Linked DNA regions of Sus scrofa: regions 1 and 2 are each linked to region 3. A link is a contact called in public HiChIP or PLAC-seq data. All regions are on one chromosome and are shown on one strand. Each heading gives the region's core, a stretch centred on a gene start, on an enhancer-like site or on the middle of the called end of the contact. The rest is flanking DNA. Distances are from core to core; before and after follow the strand shown. Region 1 overlaps PLCB4 (1-phosphatidylinositol 4,5-bisphosphate phosphodiesterase beta-4). Region 2 holds the start of PLCB4 (1-phosphatidylinositol 4,5-bisphosphate phosphodiesterase beta-4). Region 3 overlaps PLCB1 (1-phosphatidylinositol 4,5-bisphosphate phosphodiesterase beta-1).

The links. HiChIP or PLAC-seq counts read pairs in DNA pulled down with a chosen protein or histone mark.
Region 1: a contact with region 3 is called in an H3K27ac HiChIP or PLAC-seq map of skeletal muscle. The contact joins two enhancer-like sites. A contact is called at or near these places in 2 of 2 datasets of contacts at active chromatin or transcription factors (alveolar macrophages and skeletal muscle).
Region 2: an H3K27ac HiChIP or PLAC-seq map of skeletal muscle shows a contact between it and region 3, with 3 times the contacts expected there. The contact joins the promoter of PLCB4 here to the enhancer-like site in region 3. A contact is called at or near these places in 4 of 47 Hi-C or Micro-C datasets (embryonic fibroblasts, heart right ventricle, skeletal muscle and 1 more) and 2 of 2 datasets of contacts at active chromatin or transcription factors (alveolar macrophages and skeletal muscle).

The regions. Positions count from the first base shown.
Region 1 is chr17:17,943,970-17,947,157 of Sscrofa11.1, reverse strand. The region is part of intron 1 of PLCB4 (1-phosphatidylinositol 4,5-bisphosphate phosphodiesterase beta-4); the gene reads right to left. Among named protein-coding and RNA genes, the nearest start is that of PLCB4, 30 kb to the right of the region's middle. Within about 2 kb of position 1,712, at least 14 of the 83 cell types and tissues checked have an H3K27ac peak or open chromatin away from gene starts, as enhancers often do. A contact at or near this core is called in skeletal muscle, where this site is marked.
Region 2 is chr17:17,914,102-17,917,477 of Sscrofa11.1, reverse strand. PLCB4 (1-phosphatidylinositol 4,5-bisphosphate phosphodiesterase beta-4) reads right to left here and starts at 1,494. Exons shown (of 40, transcript XM_021077453.1): 1 at 1,269-1,494.
Region 3 is chr17:17,710,777-17,714,304 of Sscrofa11.1, reverse strand. The region is part of intron 32 of PLCB1 (1-phosphatidylinositol 4,5-bisphosphate phosphodiesterase beta-1); the gene reads right to left. Among named protein-coding and RNA genes, the nearest start is that of PLCB4, 200 kb to the left of the region's middle. Within about 2 kb of position 1,539, at least 22 of the 83 cell types and tissues checked have an H3K27ac peak or open chromatin away from gene starts, as enhancers often do. A contact at or near this core is called in alveolar macrophages, skeletal muscle and subcutaneous adipose tissue, where this site is marked.

The sequences.
Region 1 (3,188 bases), core at 463-2,962, 230 kb before region 3:
AACTTGGCCAGATTTGGAAGAGGCTGGAAAGGGTCAGATGAGGCCAGATCCAGTGTCCAGAGCAAGCAGGTAAAGTCACAGGCCACATAAAGTCATCCTCAGGGCGTTGGAATTTGACTCACGGACTTTGCCAGACACCACTACTGGAAATCTGACTCTACACATAAAGTAAAAAGCAAGATTTGTTATCATGGTTTGGGGGAAGACTACATGCCAACTGTGCCAAGTCTGCTTCAAAGATGAACCAGGGTAAGGACAAACTCTGCCTCCCTCTGACCAGAACATGCACAAGTCCTCCCAATGCTGAAACCTAATAGGAAATTGGAGGATTAAAAAAAAAAAGAAAGAAAAAAAAAGTGGTTGATGGTTTTCAATTTTCTTTTTCAAGTTTTCCTGGCCTAAAACAACCAGCTTCCTTTCCAATAAAAAACAACGCCAAATTCTGAAAAGGAAATTTGTCTGACTTAGTGGATAAGCACATAAAAGCTGGAAGAGGGAGTTTTATGGGAAAACCAGAGCAACCCAGCCGTACAAGGCAGGCCTCCACGTTTATGGGTGAAAGGACTGAGGATCAGAGCAGGGAGTGTGTGGATAATAATTATGAAAGACTTGCATGATGGAGGTCAGCTAAACAAATCTTGGTTTTTTACATTCTGAAAATCTCAGTTCCAGCCACTTATTCCAGGAGCTGAGAGACACTTCCATTAGCTTACATGGACACTCACATAGTTTTCATTCAAGCAGCCATAATTTGAGGTCAAGTTTTATTACATTGGGAATAGTATATTTTAAGGTCTTATGCATTTAAGAAATGTTTGCCAAATACAAGCAGTAAAAAGGTGGCAACTAATACTTCCCACATTGTGAAATCTAAGCCAAAGGTCATTAGAAATGACAAAAAAAAAAAAAAAATGAGTTCTGTTGTGGTGCAACAGAAACGAATCTGACTAGTATCCATGAGGATGCAGGTTCAATCCCTGGCCTCGCACAGTGGGTTAAGGATCTGTGTTGCCAGGAGCTGTGGTGTAGGTCAAAAACACAGCTCGGATCCCGAGTTGCTGTGGCTGTGGTGTAGGCCGACAGCTGCAGCTCTGATTCAACCCCTAGCCTCGGAACTTCCATATGCCTCGGGTGTGGCCCTAAAAATAAAGCAAAAAAAAAAAGTGACAAAAATAAAATCCCCAGGTAAGGCAGTTATGGCTATTTGTCTAACCAACATTCACAACCTTGATTTTCTTCTGGGGGACAATACGTCAGGCTAAGATGGTCTGTTCCCCAGATTTGCTTGCACTAAGGGTAGCCATGTGACACAAATTTGACCAAGAAGATGTAAGAAAGAAGGCTCTGAGAAAGTCTGCAATCAAGATAGGAACATATTCCCTTCCTCTTTCCTGGGAATAGCTTCTGGAAGGAGGAGAGCCATCTTATCACCATGGAGACAAAAGTCAGACAACAAAGGATGAAAGTCAAAAAGAGCCTGGTTCTCAGTGGCAGAGCTGAGATGCTGCACCTCCCAAAATGTTTGGATTCCTAAACTCGCACTTCATGTCAGGTGTGACTTCTGTGAGCTTAAACTGCTGTAATTCACAGGCAGAGATATCCACAGGCAAAAATACTCCAACAAATACCAGATATAATTTATCCTCCCCTCTGTGTCCTCAGAAGCTGCTTCTCTTTCCACTGACTGTGATGCTCCACATAACTGTCCAATAACAGGGTTATGTAATCAGCACTGACCTCATCGCCAGTTCCCACTTGTCAAGAGGATTCCTCACACTAAAAGGCCAACAAGCTTAAGAGCAAGCAGCCATCAGAAAAATCATCAGAAACAACAGGCCACGTCATCCTAACAAGCCACATAGGGCCCTCCTCTGGACCACGACACTCTCAGGTTAGGGATACAAAAGGGAATGATGACCAAAAAGAGAGCAGTACTACATCAATGATCAAGAAATGGAGGCTCTAACCCAAGAGAGCCTTCAAAACCTGTTTTGTCTTGGAGTTCCTGTCGTAGCTCATCGGTAACGAATCCGACTAGTACCCATGAGGATTCGGGTTCCATCCCATGCCTCAATCAGCGTGTTAAGGATCCAATGTTGCTGTGAGCTGTGGTACAGGTCACAGACTCGGCTCAGATCCTGCATTGCTGTGGCTGTGGCTGTGGTGTAGGCCTGCAGCTAGAGTTCTGATTCGACCCCTAGCCCTGGAACCTTTGTATGCCACGGGCCAGGCACCTGTATGTCTCAAGAAAGAAGGAAAGGGGATATTTAGAGGTCTGGCTAAATTAAACATCAGAAATGAAACATCTCTGAAAAACACCAAACAAGACCAAGAGAGCACCTCTTAAGGGCTTGAGAGTTTTCCCGGTTCAGAGGTCCCTTTTCTATGCTTCTCCAGGGCCTCAGCAATGCACATCCTGTGGAACTCAAAATTCTACAGTCATTTCTCTCTTAATTGTTGATTTCTCTTGATAGAACACCTAGCATTCAGGAAAGCTAGCATGCAACAAGAACTGACAAATGCTGAATGAAGAAATCGGCAAAACAACACACAGATTCCTTTTCCAAAAGACTTTATGAAAAGCATGCAATCCCAAAAAATAAAATCTGGGATCATGATTTTTCTAGAAATATGAGTTGTTCAATTGACCCAACATGACATATTTAATTCAAATGTCTACAGAAAGAAAGAAAAAGGACTACACTTAGGAAGTAGCTATTTTAGGCAACTGATGTGTTAGGGACTATATATCCAGTATTTCATTAATTTCCCAAGCCCCACCCCCAGTTAGAACCAGGGTCTCCTCCCTACATTTTTTTTCTTTTAGGGCTACACCTGTGGCATATGGAAGTTCCCAGGCTAGGGGTTGAATAGGAACTGCAGCTGCCAGCCTATGCCACAGCCACAGCAACAGGGGATCCAAGCCACATCTACAACCCACACCACAGCTCACAGCAACCCTGGACCCTTAACCCACTGAGCAAGGCCAGGGATCGAACCCATGTCCTCAAGGATACCAGTCAGGTTTATTATCACTGAACTACAACGGGAACTTCAGGTCTCCCCTTTTAGATGAGGACAAGTTTAGAGGGAGCTAGAGAGCTCACCTGAGGTCACATACCCCCTAAAAGGCAGAGGTGATATTCAAACCCAGAAATGTCCAGTCTTGCTTTCCTGCTATATTATGC
Region 2 (3,376 bases), core at 245-2,744, 200 kb before region 3:
CTTTATGAATCTGATTTCTCTTTAAAGGGGAAATTCAACTCTATTCTAGATGTCATACAGCTGTCTAAGTTTGAATGACATTACTGCCAACTAAACAATTACTAAACAGCTATCTCCAAACATATACAACTTAATTTACAGACACCATGTATCACATTTAAAAAAAAAAAATGGCGATCTTCCATGAACGTTTTGGCCAAAATTAAATTTCAAACATGTGCTTTAGAGCAATACGTAGAATCACTACAAGAGTTAAAAGGGGGAAAAAAAAGTCAAAGGATCATCTCTTAAACACATGCATATTTATAAAACCATAATGTGCATTTGCATTTTTCTCTAGAAAAAAATGCTAATTTTTATGACAGGTTTATGATTCTAGATAAACTTGCACTTCGACACACTTGAAAATTGAAGAACTCCGTGTTTCCATACTTCTAAACAGTACTGCCTACAAAGTCTCCAGTCAGAAGTACATAGACAGGATCTAACCAGCTAAGGAGAAGGCAACTTCAAAATTCTGAAAATAAGACAACCTTTCGTCTTCATCATTTGTTTGCTCTTAGGAGGCCAGAACACGGCCCCCAAAGAGTGCTGGCCTGTCAGTGTTGTTTTAAGTGCAAATGGTCAATCATTTCTATTATTTCCCCCGCCCGAAGAAGTAAGAACATCCGCGCGCATACACATTTACATGCGTTGCACGGTGCCAACTATTTCCAACCAAAATAATCATATACACGTCGAGCCGAGCTATTTCTGGCGAGAAGCGGCGAATGTCTGGACCAAGTCTAAGGAAACCCAGCAGGAGACTGACTACAGGGGGAGGGGGTGGCGGCGGGGCCCCCCGCCTCCCGCGCGCGCCGGCCGCCTGGCACCGGCACCTGCACCGGCTCCGGGGCAGGGCATCTGGGTGCGCGCGCGCGCGTCCGGAACTCACCCGCCGGGAGCAAACAAGCCCAGCGGGCCCGGGAGGGCGGGAGCATCCTCGGGTGGGACCCGGAATGCCTTTTCCTACCTGTCACTTTGCCCGGAGCCGCTGCCGGGGATGCGGACACGGCAGCCGCCTGGAGACCCAGTGGGTGCGCGCGCCAGTGTGCGCGCTTGTGTGTGTGAGAGAGCTCTTGTTTGCGGTGCGGCTCACTTACAGCTCCCGGCGCCACCAACCCCCTCCCCCAGAAAGCGCCGGCCGCCGACCCCCTCCCGGCGCGCGCGGGCCCGCCCCCCGCCCGCCCCCGCGCGCCGCCCCCCGCCTCCCGGCGCGCGGTCCTCACCTCAGCCCCAGGCTGGGGTCTCCGCGGGGTGCGCCTCGGCCGATCCGTGGGGCAGCGCCCGCCTGCTGCGCCCGCCCGCCGGGCTCGGTGTGCCCCAGCTCTGGGCCCCGCCGCGCCTAGCGGCCGGCTGCTCCCTCCTTCCCCAGCTCCTCAGTCTCCCTCTTCGTTCTCGCCTCCCGGCTTCAGAGCCCGAGCTGTCGCCTCGCAGCCCCAACCTGCCCGGGCTACGGAGCATGCCCAGTGCGGCGCGCCCGGCCGGGCTGGGGGTGGGCAGGGGCCGGGCCGGCCGCGAGCCCGCGGGGCGGGGAGGGGGCGCCAGGCGGGCAGGGGCGGCCTCGAGCCGGAGGAGGCGGCCAGGCAGGGTGGAGGCAGCGCTGGGAGACGGTGGGTGGGGCGTCCAGGGAAGCCTCCCCGAGGCGCGCTGCTTGGGGGTCTCCCCGGCCGCACCCCCGCCCCGGGTCCCAGCGCTCCCGCGAGTGCCCCGCGCCTGGGGTCGGGCGACGTGCAGAGTGGCGCCGCGGGCAGCACTTGTAGGGGTGGGAGGTGCACCCTCTTCCGAAGGGAGATGGGCAGCCGGCAATGGGCCCTGGAGCAAGGGTGAGGGGTAAAGAGTGGAGCTGGGTCAAAGCTGGCAAAAGCTGATGCCCCAAAGCCGCTGGCGGGGGTGTGGGGTCGTTTATTTGCTTATATTCTGTTTAAAAAACACATAAAGCGCTTACAATGCTTCAGGCACTGTTCCAGCCGCTTTTTATTCCTGTAACCCTTTAAAACAATCTTCCAAAGCAGGTACTACTCCCCCACCCCATCCCAGGCTTAAACTGAGCCACAGAAAGATTAAGTGGTTCCAAAAAGTCTTCCCCTAAGTGCAATCTCAGAGTCGCAAGCCCCCCAGACTTTGGTCCCTGGGTTGCTAGGGCTCAGCTCCAGCCAGTTTCCGGCTCGTTTCTGCCATGACTCGGCCCGCAGGTGACTCCGAGTCACCCTCGCATTCAGACCCTAACAGCATTCCGCTTAGCATCACCCTTTGTGTGGACCCTAACAACGTGCCGCTCCAGGACTCCCTCCCAGGAGGGCTTCCTCCTCCTCCCTGAGGCCACTCCGCCTCCTCCTCGGGGCCGGCGGCCACCAAAACCCGGAGACATGGCACCTGCGCATTGGGGACTGGGGCCATGCTCGCTGCCGAACTGGGCATGCTCAGCCGCCTGAGCTGGTCCGGCTAGACCGGAGGAAAGAGGGAGCCTGGCGGCAAGTGCGGGTGGGAAGTGGAGAGGGAAGGTGGGCACAAACAATCGCCGGGCCCTTAGTCTAGAGGCAGTTGTAGATGCAAAAGCCTCGTTCCTCTGACACATCCTGGCCTTTTCCAGGCAGGGCTAAGAGGAGGGTGGTTAAAAGTTTACCCACTTGGGCATCCTTCCGCCGGAGGGGGCTGAGGGCCCGCTGACAGTTCCTCAACTGAGCCTTTAGAAAAGCTGGAGGCGGCTGAGCCTGTCTGCATGTTGAGGAAGCCAAGAAAAATCGCCTAGAAGGAGGAGTTTCCCTACAAGATCCCAGGGAAGAGCCGTGGGGCTTGTCACTGCTCAGAGGTCTTCAAGATGTGGTGATCTTGAGTGATGTCAGGATGTTATGGCAGCTTTTCTCAAGCTGTAATGTGCACATAAGTCACCTGGAGATCTTGTTAAAGTGCAGGTTTTGATTAAGCAGGGCTGGGATGGAATCTGAGATTCTGCATTTCCAACAATCTCCCTTTGCCATGCTGATGTTGCTGGCCCTCAGATCAGACTTGGAGGTTGGGTCAGTATTTAGGCTTATTCTCTACTTTAACAAAAGTTTAGAAAGATTAAACAGTTTGCCCCAGCCAACTGCTTGTACAGCCAATAAGTAGTGTAGCTAGTTTCAGACCCAGTTCTGGAGAACTTCCTGTGTTATGTTCCTGTTTTCCCTGTGTATCACCCATAGACGGATGAGCTAGAAGCTGTCATCTCTGTGTCTTGACTTTTTTAACAGTGGAATTTAACTTACTATATAACACTCCCAAGTATAATGTGTCAGTTAGCCCTTACTGTGTAAAAACTACACCAAAAACGGTGGCCTAAAGCAGCAAGGATTCA
Region 3 (3,528 bases), core at 290-2,789:
CTTTTTAGGGCTGTACCCATGGCACATGGAAGTTCCCAGGCTAGGGGTCAGATTGGAGCTGTAGCTGCCGGCCTATTCCACAGACACAGCAATGTCTACACTGCAGCTCATGGCAATGCCGGATCCTTAACCCACCGAATGAGGCCAGGGATTGAAACCACATCCTCATTTATACTAGCCAGGTTTGTTACTGCTGAGCCACAGTGGGAACTCCCTTTATTTATTTATTTATCAATCAGACAATCCCCTCATTCTGGGGGGGGTGTGTGTGTTAGGCTGTGGGAGGTGGGTAGGGAGGACCTACTCCCCACCCCCTTTTTCTGAAATGTCTAATCTTCCTCTCTTCTAATCTTTCTCTCTTCTCAAGAATATCAACAGGGAAAGATTTTCAGATCGATTCTACATTTTGGTCACATCCCCTTATTAATCAGTTGTTTTCGCGACTTCCAAAACGGAGAGAAATTCTAAATTTCACGGTGCACACACATCATTTAAAATTTCCCCTTCTCTGTTATGTTATTTAAACTTTTCCTACATATCAATTAGTTTGAAATAATAAGTCTTTAGGCTATCCATTAATTGCTGCACTGTAGACATGATCTGTAGTTAAAATTACGCCAGGAAAATTAAGCTGCAGCGCAAAGGAGTCTTGGCTAACAGAGAAGGCTTCTTAGCTCTTCGGAGAAGCAGGAGGAAAGAATGGGGACAGAGAATACACAGGGGGCTCCTTTCCGAGTTTGTCATCTGTCAGCGTGAGATGTGAAAACAGACTGCTCCAGCTGTAGGCTTTTCTTCCTTGCTTTTCAGTTTTCATTTTGAATTCTTACTGTATTTGGTCATGCGAAGGCAGAAGAAAACAGTTGTCAGCCAAATGTCCTTTTCTAGTAGAAATTTATTATAAATAGTCTAAAGGCAACTCGGCTTCATAATGAATTTCCCGACCTCTCCTAACCCTGCCAAAGACAACACATCTCGATTGGTGATCTTGGGGAACTTTGTAGGAGGTAGAGGGGATGAAGGGAGGACAGGTGGGGTAGCTGGCAGCCTTACCCACCAGTGCCTTGATTTTAGTAAACACTCTGGTTTTATTTCTGGAAGAAATATGACTTGTAAGGAAGAGGAGGTGCCAGGACTCCCTGTTGGTTGCTGAGCACCCCTGAGGCTTTGGGGGTTACATAAACCTCCCTCTCTCCCTAACCAAGGCTCTAGGTTGCGCTGAAAAATGCCCTCTAAGATCTGACTCAGTCCCACCCTGCGGAGTGGTAGTTTCAATAACTGAGGACCATGGAATCGATTTTTAAAAATGGGAAGGGGAAAGGAAAGACAGAAAGAAAGTTAGATAGTGGCTCATGGGTGATTTTTTTTTCATACCCTCCCTACCCAGGAAAGTTTAAGCTTATGAGTGTTTATTTTGTTTTGCAGTACTCACCCCTTTTCTCTCTGGCTTCTTGTTTCTGCCTCCCCGTGATTCATCATTTTGACTACAGTTCTGGCAAAGGCAAGTGCTGCGAAGTCACCCTTGCCCTCTAGTGGTGAAATGGTACCTTACCCTGCAGGTTTCCCCCATTCTCTGAAAGTAGAGCGTTCCTAGGGAACCTTTGTAAGCAGACATGGCCTAAAGTGAAGAAGCCGTTTCCTAAGGACACATCTTGCTAATGGATGCACAAAATAAACTGAGATAAAGCACAGATGCTCACAGACAACAGCTGAAAGCTCTGGGAGCCTGATGCTGTGATGCTGAGAGTTATTCCCAAGGAAGGATTTTGGCGGTGTCCTTCTCCCAGCCTGGGGTCCGCCGCCAAACAGATGCTGAACACTGTTCTCATGTTTTTTTCCAAAGTGGAAATCCTCTTAGGATTTTGTTCGGTTTGCAAAACAGTCACTAGTGTAGGTCTTTCAAAAAGTGCAGTGGCGTAGAGTGAACTTTAAGAAGCAAGAGATCCTGTACTAGAAACACTTTATGACAAGTAAATGTTTAGAGCTTGGAAGAGCATTTTCTCTGTAGAATAACGCTTTGGCTGGAGCCCACACCATCTTATAAAAGGTCTCCGCACAGGAAATTGTCGCAGAGGCAAAAAATATCCCATTTTGGGTGTCGTTGTTCAAGAGATTCACACAGAAGAGGGATTGTTTTCTTTCCTTTGCCTGGATTGAATTTATAATTTTGAGGCAATTATCTTTAGGTCTTCACATTTTTCACTGTAGTACAAGTGTTTGTAGCAGCGTTTCTTACAATAGTCAAAAACTGGAAACAACCCAAGTTTCTATCAACAGTGAAATGGGAAAATAAAATTGTGATGTATTAAAATACTGTATAACAATGAGAAAAACCCAACCATGACTACATACAACAAATAAGTAATGCCAGATGCAGAAGACTACAGATTGTATGATCCTCTTAATAGAGAGTGCCCAAACTTCTAGAAAAAAAATCTCTATATTGACTGCAGTCAGCACTGTGTTTATTTTACGATGGAGGTGGTATTGATTGGACTAGTGCAAGGAGGCTGGTAATATTCTGCATCTTGATTTAAGTGATAATTTCATTATCTTTTTAAAAAATGATCAAGCTGTTCATTTATGACTTGGGCATTTCATTTTTTTTTTCTCCCAGGCTCTTACCTATGGACTAATAATTTATTTTATGTCTTGTATGCCCTTTGTTTCTTTGAAATGCCCTTTTTCTGCCCCCCCCGGGTAAGATAATTTCAGAAACTTTCCTATGTATCTGTATTTTTGTGGCATTTTTAAAGTCCTGTGGTTGGTAAAGGCTGTTATCAGGGATAACCAGCTCATCTTGCCTCTCTGGTCCTCAAATTCCCCTCATTGCTCTATGGACTGTTGCACAGTGGCCACTCCCTGGGGGTCCTGGTAAAGTCAGAACTCACTTCCAGGACCCTGGGGGCTGTCCAGGGGCTGCTTGGATGTAATTATGCTGGCGTATTAAGCTTCCTCTGCCTGTGATATCTGGCACTAGGGAGGTAGAAATGTCGGGCGAAGAGTATAAGAAAACAAGAAACATGACACAGAGGGGAAAGAGTGGGGGGAATCAGAAAGAAAACAATGATTTGGAGGTTTCTGGTGACTTCTGGCACTTTCCCATTTTCCTTCGTACACTTAACCCATCCATCCCAGAAAAAAGAAGTGCCTGTTTATTTGCAGTTTGCTCTTTGCCTGGGTCTGACTCTCTGGAGAGCAAGGGAAAGGTGAGGAGGGGGATTTCCTGGACTCCCAGGCTCACACCGAGAAGGCTAGGCTATAGCCTGCTAGGGTCCTGCATGGGTGAGGATCTCCTCTGCTCCTTGGGACATGGCCCTGATGTCAGTACCACAGAAAGAGGAATCCAGTAATTGAACAAAGTGGGCAGAGGAGCTGTTCTCACTTCTAGAGGGAGATCCCAAGGCTGGCATTCGACCCTTGCTTGGTTAGAGGGAGTTGGGTTTCCCTGGTTCTGTCCTGAAGGATGGTTTTGTTGTTGATGGAAAAGAACAGTCTGTAGTGGGGCAGTTTTCTCAAGTTCTTCAATTA